3 separate regions of the Mus musculus genome follow, and all the other regions are linked to region 2. The links are chromatin contacts, called in public Hi-C and HiChIP or PLAC-seq maps. All regions are on one chromosome and are shown on one strand. The core of a region is the stretch at or near the end of the contact, and the rest is flanking DNA. Distances in the headings are between cores, read along the strand shown.

Region 1 (3,374 bases), core at 257-2,756, 400 kb after region 2:
CTCTAAAGTTTCTTTCTTCTCTCTCTCTCTCTCTCTCCCTCTCTCTCTCTCTCTCTCTTTCTTCCCTCAAACCCTCCACGTGATTATTTTAGGCTTTGAAAATAAAGAAAGCAGCATAAGCCAGCATGGTTGCCAACACTTGGAATCCATGTGAGAGAGCCCAAGGCAGGAAGATCGAGAATTGGAGGCCAGTTTGGGCTACAAAGCTGAACACTGTTGAAGAAGGAGGACGAGGTCTATAAAATGAACATTTTGGTTTTTATTCATAATTAAGAAAATACCATGGTGAGGCACTCGTAATAGGTCACATAAAAGTTGTATGATTTTGTTATTGCCCTTATGCATGCTACCTAAGTGCATGTCCACAGAAATATCAGTTATATCTGAAGATTCACTTCACGTTATTTGCGTCTTCATTTTTTCTTAGAATATTGAAAAAAAGCGAAGACACAAGTTCCGCGTGATGTTTGAAAGGTGAAACCATTGGAGTCCTAGAGAACTGCCATTTGGGAATGAGCAGTGCATGATTTATAATACCCTGTAACATCTGGAGGTTGATTTGCATAAGGGGTAAAATGATTTGCTTCTGAAAGGACTTGGAAATGACTGAAATTCACACCCAAGGGCAATCTCCTTCAGCCCTACATTGGTGGGCAGAATTTACTTCTAGCAACTCAGGCTTCATGTCCTGGAACTCTTTTTCCAGGAGTATGCAGGCTGCTCCTCCACTTCATCTTTTGGCAAACTCGGGGAGCGGTGTAGGATCGCAAGAAAGGCACAGTGGCTACCGAAATGGCTTGTTTTTTACCTCTATTTTTCCCCCGATAATTATCAAAGTTTGATAATATGTGTGATTAATAAACAGTTCCATCGTGCTCTGCAGAATCAGAGATGGAAATGAACTAAGCGATGTTTCTTGAATTGATATGCCCCCCAAATTTCCTGGGTGCATCCTAAACTGCACATTCTGGTTCAGTGGATCTACAATAAGACACAATGCTCGGACATGTCAATGCTGCAGGTCATTGGGTCATCCGTTTGTTAAAGGAACTTGCCAGGCAGAGTTCAGCATCTGTAGGCATTGTTAGCTCTGTTCCCATCAGACCCATGGAAGTAGCTGGGAAGATGGCTCAATGGACTTGATTTCAGAAACCCATCACCCAAGGAAGGACTGGGCGTGGCAGCTCTTGGTTGTAAGTGTGGTGAAGAGGGAAGAGAATGCTCAGAGGAGCTGACCAGCTTGTCTAGACAATTAGTTCAGAATAAGACACTGTCTCAAAAGCAAAAACAACAAACCCCACAAAAATATAAAAACAAAAAAGAACAAAACAAGGTAGAAGGTGGACTTTGTGGTTTTTACTGGCTCATGCACACACTAGCACACCTACCTGGACTCAAGTGTAAGCATTGGCCTGAGCACAAGAGAAAGAGAAAAGTAAGAGGAAGGATGGGAGGGGGTTGGGAGAGGAGGGAGAACCGATGAGAGACAGAGATAAAGACAAATGAGAGAAGAAGAGGCTGGTAGGAGGGAGGGAGGGAGGAGTGGGGCTGGAAAATTGCAGTGTAGATAGAAGCACTTAATTTCCATGTGCACTGTTGCTTCATAGCTAACATTTATAATTGCAGTAGTTTTTCAATGAAGAAAAACAGGATGTGACTTTTGAGGTAGGTATGTGTGTGTGTTCAACTCAGCAGGAGGAGTTGAGAACTGGACATTAGATTAATTCCTGACTACAAGGGAAAGAAAACATGCAAAATTTAGGCAAGAGTTAATTTCTGAGACTTTCCATGGGCTAGCATCTCATTAAAATTTTATAGCCCCCTTACAGAGCAGGGGAGGTTTTGTCACTAGCCTTAGGTTGCAAAATCAGTCAAGGTCATAATTTAAGGTACCCTTAGGATTGTGTTTCAGATCTAGCTTCTTTTAAATCTCATCTGAGTTTCTCAAAAGAATCATTAAGATAGCCAGCCCAACAGGCCCCTGCTGTTCAGATTCTTTCATTTAAATGACCATAATAACCACAACAAAGGAGTGTGTGTTTAACGCTGTTCATATGCACTTCAGTTTGTCCCAACCGTATTAATGACTAATTCGGAGACTCGGGCAATGGTCTCTGGAAAACATTTTCAAGGTGGCTTGTCAGACTTCAAAGCAAATCAAACATCCACACGGCGGGCTCCACCCCAGCAGGACAGAACTGCCCAGGGGCAATGGCCTCCCAAAGACCCATACCGAGTAGAGGGGATTTGCATTCACATTGTGTGTATTTGTTTATAGCTGGGGAACTTGTTCCTCAAGTCATTCAATAGCTTTCCATGAAAGTTTTATAAAGGAAGATGAAAGTGACTTTGAGGGAAACAGAGGGGGAGGAAAAAAAAAACAACATTGGTTGTCTAAGCAGGGGGCGCGTAGATCAGTTTCCTAGATTGTGAGAGGACGCTTGGGCATCTCTTTCCGAGGCTCTCATTTCTGTTAGCAGTGGGCTAAGGTTTGCTGCGTTTTAAGCTCTCTTTTTGGGGGGCATTCTCTGCGATGAAATGCTCAGTAGTAACAGGTCGCAGTTCTTTTTGTGCTGAGTCATCTGGGTTCTGGACAAGGATGTCTGTATTTGATTGGCAGCCACAGGAGAAGTGTGTGTGTGTGTGTGTGTGTGTGGTCAGGGCTGCAGTCTGCAAACGCTGGCGCGGGGACGACGATTTATTATTTCGGATGACTAATTCTGTGGAGTTTTGCGTTCCATGGGTATTTGATGGGTCCCTTACTAAAATGCCACAGTGCTTCATTCAACTCTTGGTCAACTCTTAAAAGATTTTGCTTTTCTCCGTGGTCAAGAAAGATAAGGAAACAGAAAACGTTGCCATGATAAATCTCACAATTATGGAGAAAGAACCTCAGAAGGGTTTGGAGGGAGATAACTGATGTCACAATCTGAAGGGTGCACGCCTGTGCCAGGGAAAGGATGAAAGGACATCAGAAGGTGCTAAGCCTGGCGCTTGCAGGGAATTAGTAAAATGCATACAACTGAAGAATATGCTGACTGTGTTGTCTTAATTGTGTTGAACCTACGACTTTACATTGTCCCAAAGACTCATAAATCAAATCCATCCCCACAGACACCATACTGTCAAAGCAGGAAAGTGGGGAGGGGCAGAAAGGTCTTTATTGGGCCTGTTTGCAAAGAATCTTGCAAATTCAAATTATGTGTAAAAACTTTAAAAATCATTTTATTGTGCCAGACAGTGGTGATCCATGCCTTTAATTCCAGCACTCCAGGCAGAGGGAAGCTCATCTCGAGGCTAGCCTGGTCTACAGAGTCAACAGAGGAAGCTGTTACACAAAGAAACCTTATTTTGAGAAAAAAGAAAAACATCAA
Region 2 (3,134 bases), core at 230-2,729:
GTTTCGTTTTTCAAGAGTACTTCTATGCATAACCTTGGCTATCTGGAACTCACTCTGTACACCAGGTTGGCCTAGAATTTAGAGATTCCCCCAGCCTCTGCCTCCTAAGTGCTGGGATCAAAGGTGTGTACCACCATTGCCCACTCTGTTTTATTTTAATATCAGGTGACAGGGTGACTGCTTTTCCAAAAGCCTGTGGTGCAGATATTTAACTTTTTGAGTGTGGAATAATTCTTCTCTTGGAAAGAGTGTTTTATTTCTATATCATCCATATATATCTGATTTGGGAGCTTGTACATGCAGCTTCAAGGTTGCCTTGGGTACCTCTTAGTGATAACACATCACCATGGCAGTGTGACATGGTGCCAGGAGAGATTAGAACCTCTTAAGATGTTTTTATGCTCAGGCTTTTGAGGTGGGCACCCACCTCCTGTCCAGGTGTCTTACATCCTGCCAGGGCTCAGGGAGGTAGGTAGGTCACTTTCTCACAATTACAGTTTGCGACTCTTTGAACGTGTTGAATCCCCTCCGAATGTATTGATTTTTCAATATAATTATAATGTGGATTTAATTTAGTATATGCGTTTGGAACATGTGGTGTTCCTTGGCAACTGTATCCCCAAATTATATGCTTGTACATGTATTTAAGTGTAGGAAATTATTGTTTTACTTGTAACATGCTGGAGGTGCATTTTAATAAACATAAAGAAATACCCGGAGGGAGGGAAGCAGTCAGATCAAAAGCTTACTCTAGCTGAGGAGGGAATTTTTTTTTTATTAAGGTTGGTTATTAATTTAAAATTTTCTTTTGGTTGACTAGGAAGGTTCTAATCCCAACTTGCACATGTAGCTGGCTCTGTGTGCATTTTCTTTCTTTCCTTCTTTCCTTCCTTCTTTCTTCCTTCCTTTCTTTCTTTCTTTCTTTCTTTCTTTCTTTCTTTCTTTCTTTCTTTCTTTCTTTCTTCTTTTGCCTGTAATTTGTGTTTTCCATTTCTCCTCTCACCTTTGTCTGTATTATACCAACAGACTCTCAGAGATTCCTTTAAGGCAACAGACAACCTCCCCATTCCCCCCTCCCCGCCCCCATCATACTCTGGGGACATATTTTAAAAAGCATGGTGGTATTTATTTAACTCTTTGGTTAGTAGAGTGTGTAAAAAGCCAACTAAGGAATAGAAAACCAAACCAAACAAACAAAAAAAGGGACATCCCTTTAGAGGAACACAATCCCCTACGAATGTGTGTGATTCTTACTATGAATTCGGGAGCAGAACTCTTTGGTGAGGCTTTAGCAGAAGGCAATAGACTCTATGGAAGAGGCAGAAATCTTTTAACAGTTGCCATTAAGGAACTGTAAATTTCAACAATTATTCAGCCCGTTGCTTTCAGCACCTTTTGTTGCCTTATTAGTGTATGGAACAGCAGGGCTGTCACAGGAGGAAGAGCCCCTGCATTTTAATTAGCTCCAAAGACAGTGTGAGATAAAAGCCAGGATTTTTTTTTTTTTTTTTGCCTCATTTTGATTTCGCGTTGGCTGATTAAGGATGCCATTGTAGGCTGAGCTGGCTTGACCTAATCTCAATGACCACCCATTTCTGGAAGGGGAATGGCAAAAGACTTGCTCTAGTTTTCTGAATGGGATTAGGAAAGCACTAATTAGCAAACCCTGAAAGCCAGGAGGCATGGGTGGGAACGTAGGGCCCATCCACCAGAAACAAATGCAGTCTGGGGAAACATTCGCCAATTGAACCAATTAATGCCTGCATATATTAGGCATTCGGAGATGTGTTTTCCGTTTTTAATTACTTAGCCATGAATAAGAGCCTGATGTTCCTCAAGCTGTACTTGTTGATTAAATAAATACTTCTGTCCTGAAGAGCGATGGCAGAACTTGAAGAGGACTAGTGTGGATAAGGAGGTTTGTAAATAGTCAGAGGGAGTGCAGATTTGAGCAGCGTTTGACCTTGACTGGGCGTAAATGGGCTGAGAATGCACTGTGGATACAGTGTTCTCTTGTTAACTCTTGCAGCCTCAGGACCCAGATTTTAGTTACGGAAGAGGCACGAGGTCTAGCCTTGGATGGTCCAGCCTTTTCCCTTGTCCCTGAGCACTTCCTTTTAATTGTGCAGATGGTTCCGGATGGAGCAGGCTCTCTGGAACCATTAGGATCAGGGGTTCTTGAGCATCTCGGTGCTGGCGACTTGTGGGGAACATTACGAGAGACATTTTGTATCCTCACAGTGAGTCACACACACACACACACACACACACACACACACGACTGTTACATACCATGGTTCTGATGCCTAACGACAAGACCTTCAATGTTACGGGTGGCATCTACAGTACCGCGAAGACTCCACATATGCACTTTGGCATGACTGTACTCACACATTGATACAGTTATAGGCTAAGCATGGCTTAGGGTCGGGAGGGTGCCTGGCGAGACTGCTAAGTTCTTATGTTTCCGAACAAAGATTTGGCCCGACATACATTTGCAGTAATAGAAGAGATAGTTTAATAAGAGCCAAGGGCACACCTGACGGTGGAGTGGAGAGAGCCGGCGAGAGGTCAAAGGCTCAGTGGCTCGTGGATGAACACACTGGGGCATTTGTGCGCTGCACACTTTAGGGGGTGTTTTGCATGATAGGTCAGACTGGGTGGGGAGAGGCTTCCGGCCTTTCTTTGAGTGCTGGTCGGAAGGGCTCCCTCTCTGTTCCACCCTCCTGCCACAATTGTATTGCTTTCTCTGCTAGTCTTCTCAGTGTTTTATGCAGTGTCAGCATCAAACGTGGAGAAGGAAACGCTGGAAAGGTCTTGGTCTGAAAACATTGGTACAAAAGAGCCAGGCATAGGGTTAGTTGGCTGAAATGACTGAGTGCTGTGGGTAGACATTGTCTTCTCCTTCCTCAGCCTCCAGCTTGGCTGACTGAACTTCCCACGGGGTGGAAGCATCTCATTTTATTGGTTCTGTATGTGTAAATATATAGGCCATTATTAGATTTATATGTCTAAACGTACTTTAATTTCAACAGATGCCAGTCCCATGCATTGGGACTTATCAGCCTGGAGAGCCATGAGCTAAGGGGGCTTCTAGTCATTAACTAATTAACGAGGCCGATCAGATTCTGTGT
Region 3 (3,169 bases), core at 227-2,726, 280 kb after region 2:
GATATTTTCCTGTCATCTCCTCAGTCTAGCCATGTGGTGCTTAGCAAGTTGATCAGTCCTAAATATCCTATCTCCTCGAGTATGAGATGGGGCTAACTAAACTCCCTTCCCTAGAGTTGACAAGGATTGTTACTAATTATTAACAACAATTAATATTATTATGACTTTTCCTAAGTCATAGCAAACATGTGTTTCTTTCAGCGTCTAAACTAAGAATCAAGAAGGCTCATAGAAAATTCAGCTATCATAACACTACAAAAATTAGCAAATGAAGCCAAATGAGAGGATCAATTAAATATATCCTGACATCTCGGAATGATGAGCCAGCACTAACAAGATTAAAATTAATAGAGCAAATTAAAAAATCTGGTACTTGAATTATGGTCTGAAAAAAATTGCTATAAAAGGCTGGGATGAGTGGATTGGCTTAAGGAGGGGGTGTTCGTTGGGGTTCAGTGAAGTGCGCAGACTCCAGTTGAAACCAACTCTGAGATCTGTCTGTGTTCATTGAATGGTGTGCTTGCCAATTGAACAAAGTTCACCCTTACTGGGATTTTTCAGCAATATGTCAGAATCAAGTCATCTTTCCCCCTGTATTTTGAACTGGTCAGACCATGAATTACGTAATGCCCTGGATGTGAGCACCACCTTTGCAGGTTGACTCTTAAAATTCTGTTTTATTTGGGTTGGAACTGTACCTGTGAATCAAACCCAGGCTCTCATAGTCACAAGATCATACCTTACCCAAGAGCTCTAACCCCAGCCCTGACTCCTTAGTCTGCTCAGAGGAGACCAGTGACAACACGTGGTGAATGAATGACTGAAAAATCAATCCTAATAAAAGAAATTCAAGAATCTTGATATGCCTAAGGCAAAACCAAAACCAACCAACCAAACAAACAAACAAACAAACACATAAAGACTATGAGATCCCTTTCTTACCATCTTACGTGACAATAGCACAAACCTGGCAATGAACCTGGCAACATTTGGTTCTGCGAGGAATATCAGCTGTGTGGCTGTCAGATAGAGGTTGTGTGGGTTTTGTCGGCACGCAATGCCATTCTGACTCTGTAGGCCCTATCCTTGAGCAATTCTTGAGCCTTAACTTTTAATGGAAATGAACACATATGGAATATTACATAGGATTCATCAGGAATACCAGTATGGGCCTGGAGAGAAAGAGCACTATATAAGAGTGTGCCACTCAAGTTTGAGAGCCTGAGCCCAGTCCTTGGCATCCGTGTGACAACTCAGACACGTAATAGAGTTCTTGCCTAGTGTGCATAAGGCCCTGGATTGGGCTGATGGGAGGGTGCTGTCTTCCCCAAGTCATGTGAGCTGTGGTTTCCCTAGGGGAAGGCACTCAGACTGCTCCAGGGTTTATTTCTCTTTTCCTGTTCCATCTGCTTCCCTCTCTCCTTGAAGTTGGTGTTTTAGCAGAGCAGCCATGGAGAGAACAGAGAGAAAAGATAAAGTGCCTGAGATGGCCTTGTAATGACTGGATGTTTTCTCCCTAGCACTGTCTGCTTGGTATAAGTCAGCACTGGGATGACGGTATAGGGAAATGGGGAAAGGGCGGGGTCAGGAGTTATCCTAGTGTCGTTATTTTTTTATGATCTTGCTCATTTCTTTATTTTTGGTTTGGTTCTGTTTTGTTTTGCTTGTTCTCAGAAAGGGACTCACTGTGTAGCTTTGGCTGTCCTGAACTCAGTATGAAGACCAGACTGGCCTCAGGTTCACAGAGATCCACCTGTCTCTGCCTTCCAAGTGCTAGGATTAAAGGTGTGTGCCATCGTGTCCCACCATTTTCCTTATTTATAAACTTAATTTTTAGGTGGGGCATGCAGACATCCAGGTGGCACAAATGTTTAATAGTGATTGAGCCTTCTATCCTTTCTTCCATTCATCTTGGTTCTCTGAATTCCACAAATTTTATTTTTTAAATATTCATGGTTTTTCTTTTTTCCTATCCTGGGACAGGGGTATTTGATCATTTAGCAAACTTTCGATTTTTTTTTTCCATTTTGGTTTGGTATTGGTTTGGGGTTTTTTTGTCTGTTTGTTTGTTTGGTTGGTTGGTTGGTTTTTTATTGTTGTTTTTTTTTTTTAGGTTGTAACATCTAAACTGCATATGTCAAAATATAATAGTCTATTAATTAGTTCCATAGTCCCTTTCAAATCTTAATATTTTATTGTTCTTTACAGTGCATTTTCTTTTACTGTTTGAAACAGAAACACATCTGTACATAAGAAGGCCTCTTTCGCAATAGGCAGTTTTTCTGAGTAGAGTTAAATAAATTTAGTAAACAGTTCCGTGACACCCCCGCTCCAATAGTACAACATTGGACCCTATTGGCTGTTCACTTCTTACTGTGCTGTTCGTCTCCTCTGAAACATTTTAGTATTTACGAGACTGCAAACCCATTATTAAATCTCCCATACAATATAGTAAGCTAAACCGTTGTCAATGAAAATGGTGGTAAGTGCGCTTGTCTCGCACCTAACCAGACTTGCGGTATCAGACCTTCACCATAGCTTCTGTGGCTTTCCCTGTGCAGCGTGTCTGTGCCATCCGCTGGGAAGATAGTTGGGAAGAGACCCAGGTCTCTCCTAGGAGATGTGCGCTCAGCTGCCTTCCACGCTCAGTTTCCCCTGACTGTCTGCAAGCTTTGCATTCCCCCATGGGCTCAGCTGCAATTCGTTGCCCCTTTCTTCCTTGAATGGTTAGGATCCGGACAGAGGGCTGAATCAAACTCAGAGTCAGCCCCATGCCCTAAGGCTCAGCAGTGTAATGATCATTACATGGTATGAGGCTCTCTTAAAAATTACTGTTTGCCACTGTTATCTTTGCCTCTTGCCCTTCTCGGCTTTCATGGGCTTCCTACGTGTTCTGCCTCTCCCCTCCCCCCTTCTGTTTCTCTTCATCTGATCCCGATGAAAAGGTTAAGCCGTTATGGATGGAGAGATAGCTAAGAGCCCTCGCCCTGAAAGCATGAGGCTGTACGTTTGAGTCCCAGCGTCCACATAAAAAGGCCAACCGTGACCACACAGTCCTGTGGTTATGGGGAATGGTCGGAGAAGTGAGGATCGCTGATGAGTTTTCAGACTGTCAACCTAGCTCCAGGCTGAGATGCCATGTCAAGGGAATAAGGCAGAGAGTGATAAA

The links. Hi-C and Micro-C count contacts between places; a contact is called where the count stands out from the background. HiChIP or PLAC-seq counts read pairs in DNA pulled down with a chosen protein or histone mark.
Region 1: an H3K27ac HiChIP or PLAC-seq map of embryonic stem cells shows a contact between it and region 2, with 5 read pairs. The contact joins two enhancer-like sites.
Region 3: a contact with region 2 is called in a Hi-C map of granulosa cells, with 4 times the contacts expected there. The contact joins two enhancer-like sites. A contact is called at or near these places in 29 of 484 Hi-C or Micro-C datasets (the AML12 cell line, the C2C12 cell line, Sertoli cells and 17 more), 10 of 115 datasets of contacts at active chromatin or transcription factors (astrocytes, differentiating embryonic stem cells, embryonic basal ganglia and 4 more) and 4 of 9 other capture datasets (adipose tissue, embryonic stem cells, embryonic trunk and 1 more).

What each region holds. Positions count from the first base shown.
Region 1 is chr16:73,094,780-73,098,153 of GRCm38.p6, forward strand. All of the region lies in intron 2 of 4930500H12Rik (a long non-coding RNA gene), which reads left to right. Among named protein-coding and RNA genes, the nearest start is that of 4930500H12Rik, 24 kb to the left of the region's middle. Within about 2 kb of position 1,507, at least 21 of the 459 cell types and tissues checked have an H3K27ac peak or open chromatin away from gene starts, as enhancers often do. A contact at or near this core is called in embryonic stem cells, where this site is marked.
Region 2 is chr16:72,697,847-72,700,980 of GRCm38.p6, forward strand. The region is part of intron 1 of Robo1 (roundabout guidance receptor 1); the gene reads left to right. Among named protein-coding and RNA genes, the nearest start is that of Robo1, 36 kb to the left of the region's middle. Within about 2 kb of position 1,480, at least 40 of the 459 cell types and tissues checked have an H3K27ac peak or open chromatin away from gene starts, as enhancers often do. A contact at or near this core is called in embryonic stem cells and granulosa cells, where this site is marked.
Region 3 is chr16:72,974,270-72,977,438 of GRCm38.p6, forward strand. The region is part of intron 12 of Robo1 (roundabout guidance receptor 1); the gene reads left to right. Among named protein-coding and RNA genes, the nearest start is that of Gm52247, 16 kb to the left of the region's middle. Within about 2 kb of position 1,477, at least 6 of the 459 cell types and tissues checked have an H3K27ac peak or open chromatin away from gene starts, as enhancers often do. A contact at or near this core is called in granulosa cells, where this site is marked.